Linked DNA regions of Zea mays: region 2 is linked to region 1. A link is a contact called in public Hi-C data. All regions are on one chromosome and are shown on one strand. The core of a region is the stretch at or near the end of the contact, and the rest is flanking DNA. Distances in the headings are between cores, read along the strand shown.

Region 1 (4,254 bases), core at 991-3,490:
TAGATGCAAGGAGAGGGTCCAGATGTACAATGGGGGGTGTAGCTATGTGCTAACGTGTCTGGCAGAGAAGTGCATGAGCCCTGTGTACATGCCAACATGGCTGTCGGAGAAGTGCTTGAGCCCTGCGTACGCGATAACGTGGCCGTCGGAGAAGTGCCTGAGCCCTGTAGAAGCACAGCTGGCGGTGCGGCTGGGATCCTGCTGACGTCTCCTTGCTTTCGTAGGAGGCTGAGAACCACCGACGTCATGGACGCACGCGGGGAACCATCATTACCTGTTATCGGGGCGAGCCAGATGGGACGCCGGTCTTGTTCCCTCGTAGCCTGAGCTAGTTAGGGGTAGGGTAATGATGTATCCCTTGTGGCGCGGTCGGTCCGAGCCCAAGGTCGGGCGAGGCGGAGACTTCTCCTGAGGCCGAGGCCGGGGTCGGGCGAGGACGCGATTCCTCCCAAGGCCGAGGCTGAGACCAAGTCTTGGGGTCGGGCGAGGCGGAGACCTCCTCCCGAGGCCGAGGCCTAAGGTCGGGCGAGGCAGAGCTTCCTGTTGCGCCCGAGGCTGAACTCGGCTGTTGTCAGTCTTACCCCGGTGGGTGGTTGGCACAGTAGTCGGAGCGGGGCGAGCGACGCTATTTTCCTGTCAGATCGGTCAGTGAAGGGGCGAAGTGACCGCGGTCACTTCGGCCTTGATGACTGCGGTGCGCGTGTCAGGATAAGGTGCCAGGCGATCTTCACATTGAATGCGCATGCGATACGGTCGGTTGGTAAGACGATTTGGCCAAGGTTGCTTCACGACGAAGCCTGCCCGAGCTGGGCTTCGGGCGAGCTGAGGGTGCGCCCACTATCTGAGGAGGCCCTCGGGCGAGGCGTGAATTTGTCCAAAACTACTGTTTCTGCCTGAGGCCGGGCTCGGGCGAGGCGAGGTTGCGTCCCTTGGTAGACGAGGCCTTGCTCTGAACCGTGCCCATCAGCCTTTGCGGTTTGTGCTGAGGGTGCTTACCAGCCGTGTTTAGGAGTGTTGAGGGTACCCCTAATTACGGTACCCGACAATTTGACTTTCTATTTTTTCATCTCCCGCAGCGGTTTCCCCTAAATACTCCCCCTATACCTCAGTACAACCATAAAATATCATTTTCTATACCTATTTTTCACCTCCTATCAATTTTTCATATACTAACAATTAACCGTGTACCCACAACATAGTAGATAGGGGAGGAAAGGAGGGCACGCTGCATCCGGAGGGAGAGATAAGAGGAGAGCGTGCGGCTGCACAGTAGGGAGCACTCTAGGGGGCAGTGATGCGGCACGTAGCGGCTTCCTGTTGCCTCTACCGAGAGGGAGCTGCCGCAGGAAGCGCTGCGGTTAGCCTAACTGTGGGCCTGTTTGGTTCAGTTTTTTCTGACCAGCTTTTCTGAAAATCTGGCTGTGGAGAGAATCTGAGTATCATTACGATTACATGTGGAGGGAGATAAAGTTGTTCATAGGGCTTAGGATCTAGAAAGTGACGGATTCCTACTATTACAATGACTCAACCGATTATGTGTTTATTTCTATTTTGGATGGTTTTTGCCCCAACGAATTTTATAGAAGCTGGCTGAAAAGCTGAGCGTTTGGCAGTCCGCAGCAGCTTTTGGTGACCAGAAGCTGCCAGAAGCCGAAACAAACAGGACCTCTAAATTGTGAGGTGATTTTGGTATATCAAACCTGCTCACGTTTATTAGCTGCTCGAATCCACATGAATAAAAACACATAAGGCCTTGTTCGTTTGTGTCGGATTGGTGGGTCAAAACGATTCCGAGCCGAATTGCTTCTCTAATTTATATAAACTTTGATTAGCCGGAACAATTTCGGGTGCAATCCGACGTAAACGAACGAGGGCCTAAGAGATACTCTAATGAGGTGTTTGGTTTGATGAACCACTTTATCCAAAATGAAGTGGTGCATCATGGGTCCATTCCTCAAATTTGGTGGGATGACTCCGTTCCACATATTAGTACTAAACAACTAACTATAAGGAATGATGTGGTGATGAATTAACTCACTCCATTCCACAAACCAAACAAAAAAGTGAGGAGTGAGAAGATGATGGACTATATTATTCCTCAAACCAAACACTCCATAAAATCTGTTCGGGCCGGACGGGTCGGGTCGGACCGGCTCAGTTTTACTGGTCGCGCACCGGCTTCTACCATCCGCCACCGCCCGCCGCGGAATTCGGAAACCCCAAACCCCAACGCGGCCGCTGTGACGCTGTCCCTGGAGATGGCGGCGTACTTGAGCATGGGTGAAGCGCAACGCCGCATCGGCGACTACCTCTCTCGGGTGACCAACGCCATCTCCTGCTCCGACGCCGCCGCGCTCGCCTCCCTTCTTTCCGTCTCCTCCGCGCCGGCCTCCACCCCGCTCTCCGACGCGCTCGCCGCCATCCCGGACTTCCCGCGCCTCGCTGGAGATCGCTACCCCGACCTTGCCGACCTCCTCGTTCCGTTGCTCCGAGCCATCCACTTCCACTCCATCCAGCGCTTCGCCGACGCCTACTCCTCGTTCGAGAAGGCCTCCAAGTTCGTTCCGCATCTTCCCGATTCGGTTCAATCTATTGGAGTTTTCGAGGATGTGACGTATTTTTGGTTGCAGCGCGTTCCTGCAGGAGTTTAGGAACTGGGAGACGCCGTGGGCGATGGAGGCGATGCACACTGTGGCGCTCGAGATCAGGCTAATCGCCGAGAAGGTGAGCGGAGGTGTCTGATCTGGCCATCTGGGTTTGTATTTTTTTTGTTATTTCGGCTCACATATTCTGGTTCGTTATCTTGATGTAGGCAGATAGGGAGCTTGCGACGAATGGAAAGAACCCTGACAAGCTTCAGGCGGCTGGGTCTTTTCTGATGAAGGTTTTTGGTACACTAGCGGTATGTTATCGTTCAAAAGATTTGTGCAGTCTTCTTAATCAGAATTTGGTCTTTTTAAGCATTTGATGAATTACCAGGACAGTTATGAACTGCATTTGTTAGTTGTTGTGCTAACCAGCTAGGCTTGAATAGTTGATGTTGGGACTATAGAAGATAAACTATCATTTGATGCAGTGTCTTATCATTTTCCGATTCATTAAATTATGAGGAACACCATTGAGGTGATTGTTTTACATAGAAATCTTCCTAGACCTTTTGTGGTTATTCCTTCAGTTTGGTCTTTGATGAATCACTAGCAAGTAGCAAATACGCCTGTAGCAAATATGCCAGTGTATTGGAATGGGGAAATCCTCGTATTCCCCTATTCCAGTAATAAACATGGTACAATATTTTTCATTTTATCGTGTACATGAAAAAACCACTTTAATCGTAGAGGAAAACCATCTATTTGTGAAGAATCACATGACAAACCCAACTTACAAATAAATAATTGATTTCCCGTACATTGCTATGATAAGATATTAATTACATTATTTTAGTTTGAACTTGCTAGGGATGCAAGATAGGTTGTTTGCGAACCCGTAAATAGGTTTAATTTTGTGGGTTACCCACATAACCCACAAAATTAAGCCTATTTGTGGGTTCGCAGATAACCCGCCTTGCATCCGTAGAGCTTGCAGAGTTTTAATTTCTGCCGTTATAGTTTCCATTGCATTCAAGTGATTCAACATGTCTAAATCTTTGCTAGAAACTGTAGAATCTTAGCTTAATATGTTTTCTTCAACTAAAGTGCTTGTTACATCTCAACCATTTTTTTTTGCAATATAATTTCTTTGGACAAAGATTGTTAGCTTGGCCTGGGTACAGTGTAGCAAGCGTGCTTCCATTGCTCAATCCATGTAGCAGATGAATTAAGCTACTACTTAAAGAGGAAGTCCTCCTATCCAGCAGAGATATTCATTTATCTAGCATTAGTCCCTCTATATAGCAAACATATTGATTTTATTAAGTTTTTTTTTGCTTTCCCTTGGGATATTATTTTGCTTTAGTCTATCTTAGTATTGGTGTTTTTCTATATATTGCCATTTTAAGTATTTTCTCTATTGGTTTTGTCATGGCAGCATATAGCTTGAATATTAGTTGTCCTTTTTTCAGACATAGAGACAATAGACTTACTACTATCAGGATCAAAACATGTATACCATTAGGCAAGAATAAAGAAGTGATTACTGACTACTACCTGTAGCTTGTCTCAAGGAAGCAGCCAAATGCACATGTCCAACAATCATTTGTTAGCAACTTAGCATCTGGTAATGGCCTGGCACACCTGTGCAGTAGATGCCACTGTTGTG
Region 2 (4,254 bases), core at 715-3,214, 350 kb before region 1:
CCTATAGTTGTCTTATGGCTGATATATATTCACAATGAGCAGATATTTTTTACACAGTAATCTGTCCAATGAACTTATTGCTCTTTCTAGGCGGTTTAAAGCTACTGCCATGGAACTAATTTCTGTCCTAGAATAGGTAAATATTTCATGCAGAACTTCATCTCTTTTGTTTACTTCCCTACTATTATTAAGAGGGGACGGAGATGAAGTGGTGAGTGTATATACGTAATTTGTTAAGTCCTTCAAAGGTGATAGCTCATCTGGGGCTAAGTTAGCAATTAGGTTGTGTGATCGAACCCCAATGTAAAGCTGAAGACCAACTCGGAAGGTTAGTGACATGGGTTTCATTTTTGCATACTTTCTCATTCGGGAATGGTATAACAGAAATGAATTATGGGTGAGATTATGGTCAACCAAGCTTCTACATGTGACCTGAAAGAATTTGGTTCAAAGTTCATTCCATAAACTTATCTAGGATATTTATAACTAGATGGTTGCATAATAATGATTGGTTCTAATGTAATGGTGAAATAGCTAGATTAAAATAATAAATTATGTATACCTAGGATCACAAATGAATTACGAAATCTTTTCTCATAACAGTATAACTCACATTTGTACATAAGTTATTGTGATATTATATATTTCCGTTCCAACACGCGAGTACTCACCTAGAATAATGATATGGCTAGGAATGACTAGAAGACGGGAGGCAAGTGGCCCTCCTCGTCCTCCTTTCTGGAGATGAAATAGGATTAATCTTGCTTGTCCTTATTCAATGATTAGCTGGGCATTATATAGCTAAGCCATTAACAACCTCCTGGAATAACTCTCTTAGCTAAAAACCTGATTTCTAGGGCTCCTAACAATCTTCTAGAATAACTCTCTTAGAGCATCTCCAAGAGAGGCTCTAAACATGGTCCTATTTTAAATATAGGGCTCAAAACCATAAAACATCTTTCCAACAGCGGTCCTATTTTATAAAATTTCATCAAATGGTTATAGGGCTTGGTCTCTCAGGTCCTAAATATAGTACCCATATACTGGAGCCCTATCCTCATTTTCACTTAATCTCTAACCATTTATTTCCTAATATCATGATTTATTTCCTAAATAGTATTATTTAAGGCCTGACTATTGGAGTAAACATTTCTTTTGTGACCCTAAACATTCTAAATATGGTCCTATTTCAAATTTTAGGACTCTATTTTAGGGTTTGTTGTTGGAGATGCTCTTAGGTCTTTTTTTGTTTGTCTAGGAATGGATCATGAATCATTTTGCCTGATCAAAACTTATATAAATTAGAGAATCAAACATGTTAGGAATTGTCCCATGTCTTGATTTCGGAAAAAAGCGAACAACTCTTTATTAGGTTATGCCCAATCTAAAGTATCATATTCCAATGCCCAAGAATGCCACATAGAATAAAAAGTATGGTACTGCTATAAGATACACCTTCCACAATGTATATTATCATACTTATATGTTTTAATTATTTAATTAGCGTGATGTGTCTATGAGAATGTATTTAAATAGTATTTTTTTGTGTCATAAACTTATATAACTCTTGTGATCCGTCTCATCTTTGATGGTGACTGCCATGCGATGCTGCAAACGAAGCTAGACCCGGCCCAATCTCCCACGGGAAATTCTAGAGCACGGTGATGAGCATCATAACCCTCATTGTGGCCCTAAGCTTACAACAAACATTCCCTGATGTCCTGCAAAAAAAAAGCATCCTTGTCTTGCAGTTGCCATCCACGACCACCACCTTTGCTGAGTGTAGCTGGAAGAGAAGTAGTGGAGGTTGCCATCAATCTTGAAATGGTCATGTAGAGGTGATTGACCGCTATTTAATGCACATATTTAGAGAATATCGACCAACCACCGTGAGAGCTACGTACCGTCTTGCCATCAATCTCGTTGGCACGTCTAGGGGCCATAGGACGCTGTCACTAGTGATAGCTTTGTCGAGTAGTAGCAGACCTGCCTCCTACCGTACCCTAGCCACTTGACACGCCGCTCATCACGTCAGAAGTCAGAACACCATTATCATCTTCTCGAAGTCCCAAAGAATCGATCTTCAGCGTTAGAATGCAAGACAAGGAGTGGTAGGGCAAAACACGTGGGTATATGGCTAGACATGGCTATGACCGAGTGAGACCTATTTTAAGTATTCTAGTATTGAGCTCAATCTATATGTATTGAGATAGATTGTGGTGTAACTTAAACTAATTTACACTCCAATCCACTCAACACACGTGGATTGAGGTCAATACTAGAATACCTAAACAAAGTCTGAGGCGTGTTTGGTTTGAAGGGACTAATTTTTAGCCACTCTATTTTATTTCACTTTAGTCCCTAAATTGTGTCACACCTGGGATTCGGGACACCAAGGCCCGGGCGCGAACATAATCACCAAGTGTGCTAGGACCAAGTCTTACACATACGATGACTCATGGTACAGAAACAAATATCACATCTTTACTATATAATAGGAGTTCTTTAAAAAAAATAAAATAAATAATTACATCATATGAAGACAACGATCCAGCAACCCAAAGTTGACTGGGAGACGACAGCCTAGACCTCTCACGAACTCATGACAGCATCCTCCATGCGCCTCATCCTGCGGTACCTGTTCTTGACCTGTGGGGGGGAGACAACAAGGGTGAGCTCACATACATTCATCGCTCAACAAGTTGTGGGAAAATAATGTGCATGAACTCGCCAAGGGTGGGAGCTCATGTGAAGTTTAAGGCTTACCAAAGAGGATGGTTGAAGATGAGCATTGCTTTTAAAGTTGGTCAAAATTTTATTAGTATTTACTAAGTATAAGTAGATACCAACCCAAATAAGTAGTAGATCAAAATTGGTAACAACACCCGCGATGAAATGCATATGATAAATTGAATTTAGTTCCATAAATTAATCATGCGAGAGTCCTGAGCTGCTCATGACCGCGAGCACGACTAGTATACCGGTTTTACACTCTACAGAGGTTGTACCTTATACCCACAAGTCGTGTATCCCATGTCACCAGGTTTTGCAAGGCCCTTAGACACTTCCGAGGTGAATGGCTAGATATCCACTATGAAGCCTTTACAAAGTTCCACTAGCTTCCGAAAATCCGCTACAGTTTCTAGGAAAAGCAATGTAGGAATCCCTCGTCTGACCGCCATCGCAGCAAAATCAACCCGATAACCTCCCTACACGCCTACTCCCCTACTGCACTTGCCCCTTTAGGGTAAGGTAGTCTTCCACTACCTTTCCTAATTAGTCAGCCAAAGGCGTCCCTGCATTCCACCCTTGTGGTGGCACGTGTTTTTCAAGTTAAGCTCCATGTTCCAATTAATATAATGATATTGTCATAAACAATATGTAAAACAACAATATAATTGGAACATAATCATAATGTAATATTAATCCCAAAACTATATAGAGCAATAACAAAAACTACCCAAATAGTTCAGGGGTAAACAAGGTGTAAAGATAACCAAACTAGGGTGACCTATTGGGTCCCATTATAATTAAGCCTATGCATGCCAAAATGATTATAGAGAACATTATTGGGTAAGTAAAAAGTGGTCAAGAGCACAACTTGCCTGGGACATGAGATTCCAGGTACCAACTTGCTCTTCAGATGACTCGTAACCTCGCACTAGTCGTAGCAATACAAACAACAGTGTATAGGCAAAATTAACATCACACCAAACATAAGAACAAACTGCATAAGAATATTTTACGCGTCGCTACGAGATCGTAGGTTCGAGAACTACTAAGATCAGAGTCATGGTTAAGGAGTTATGATTTATGGGAGATCTATGTGATTCAAATATTAAACTATATTATTGAAAGGGAAATGTGCCCTTGGGCCATTTCTAAGTATTTTGGTGATTGAGTGCCAACACAAGTGCTTAAATGTGAATTTATGCTCATGGATGGACAAAGTGCAAATCAAGAGTAAAGGTATGTTTCTAAGCCTTAGTACATTGGTTTTGTGTACTAATATACTTGTCTAAGTGTTAGAAACAGAAAGAAGAAGAAAAGAAAAGAGGTGAAAAAGGCTTGGCTGTGTACAGCCAAGACTCAGCTCAGTCTGGCACACCGGACTGTCCGGTGGTGCACCGGACAGTGTCCGGTGCGCCAGGCTGACTCGGCGTGAAGTGACCGCTCTCGGGAATTCGCCGACGGCGTACGGCTAAAATTCACCGGACTGTCCGGTGTGCACCGGACTGTCCGGTGAGCCAACGG

The links. Hi-C and Micro-C count contacts between places; a contact is called where the count stands out from the background.
Region 2: a contact with region 1 is called in a Hi-C map of ear, with 2.6 times the contacts expected there. The contact joins the enhancer-like site here to the promoter of LOC100193209 in region 1. A contact is called at or near these places in 4 of 25 Hi-C or Micro-C datasets (ear, leaf and tassel).

What each region holds. Positions count from the first base shown.
Region 1 is chr7:110,445,977-110,450,230 of Zm-B73-REFERENCE-NAM-5.0, reverse strand. LOC100193209 (Enhanced ethylene response protein 5) reads left to right here and starts at 2,240. Exons shown (of 12, transcript NM_001138362.1): 1 at 2,240-2,557; 2 at 2,631-2,724; 3 at 2,813-2,902. The coding sequence starts at 2,259.
Region 2 is chr7:110,793,306-110,797,559 of Zm-B73-REFERENCE-NAM-5.0, reverse strand. No RefSeq gene overlaps it. Among protein-coding and RNA genes, the nearest start is that of LOC100383327, 9.0 kb to the left of the region's middle. Within about 2 kb of position 1,964, at least 13 of the 20 cell types and tissues checked have an H3K27ac peak or open chromatin away from gene starts, as enhancers often do. A contact at or near this core is called in ear, leaf and tassel, where this site is marked.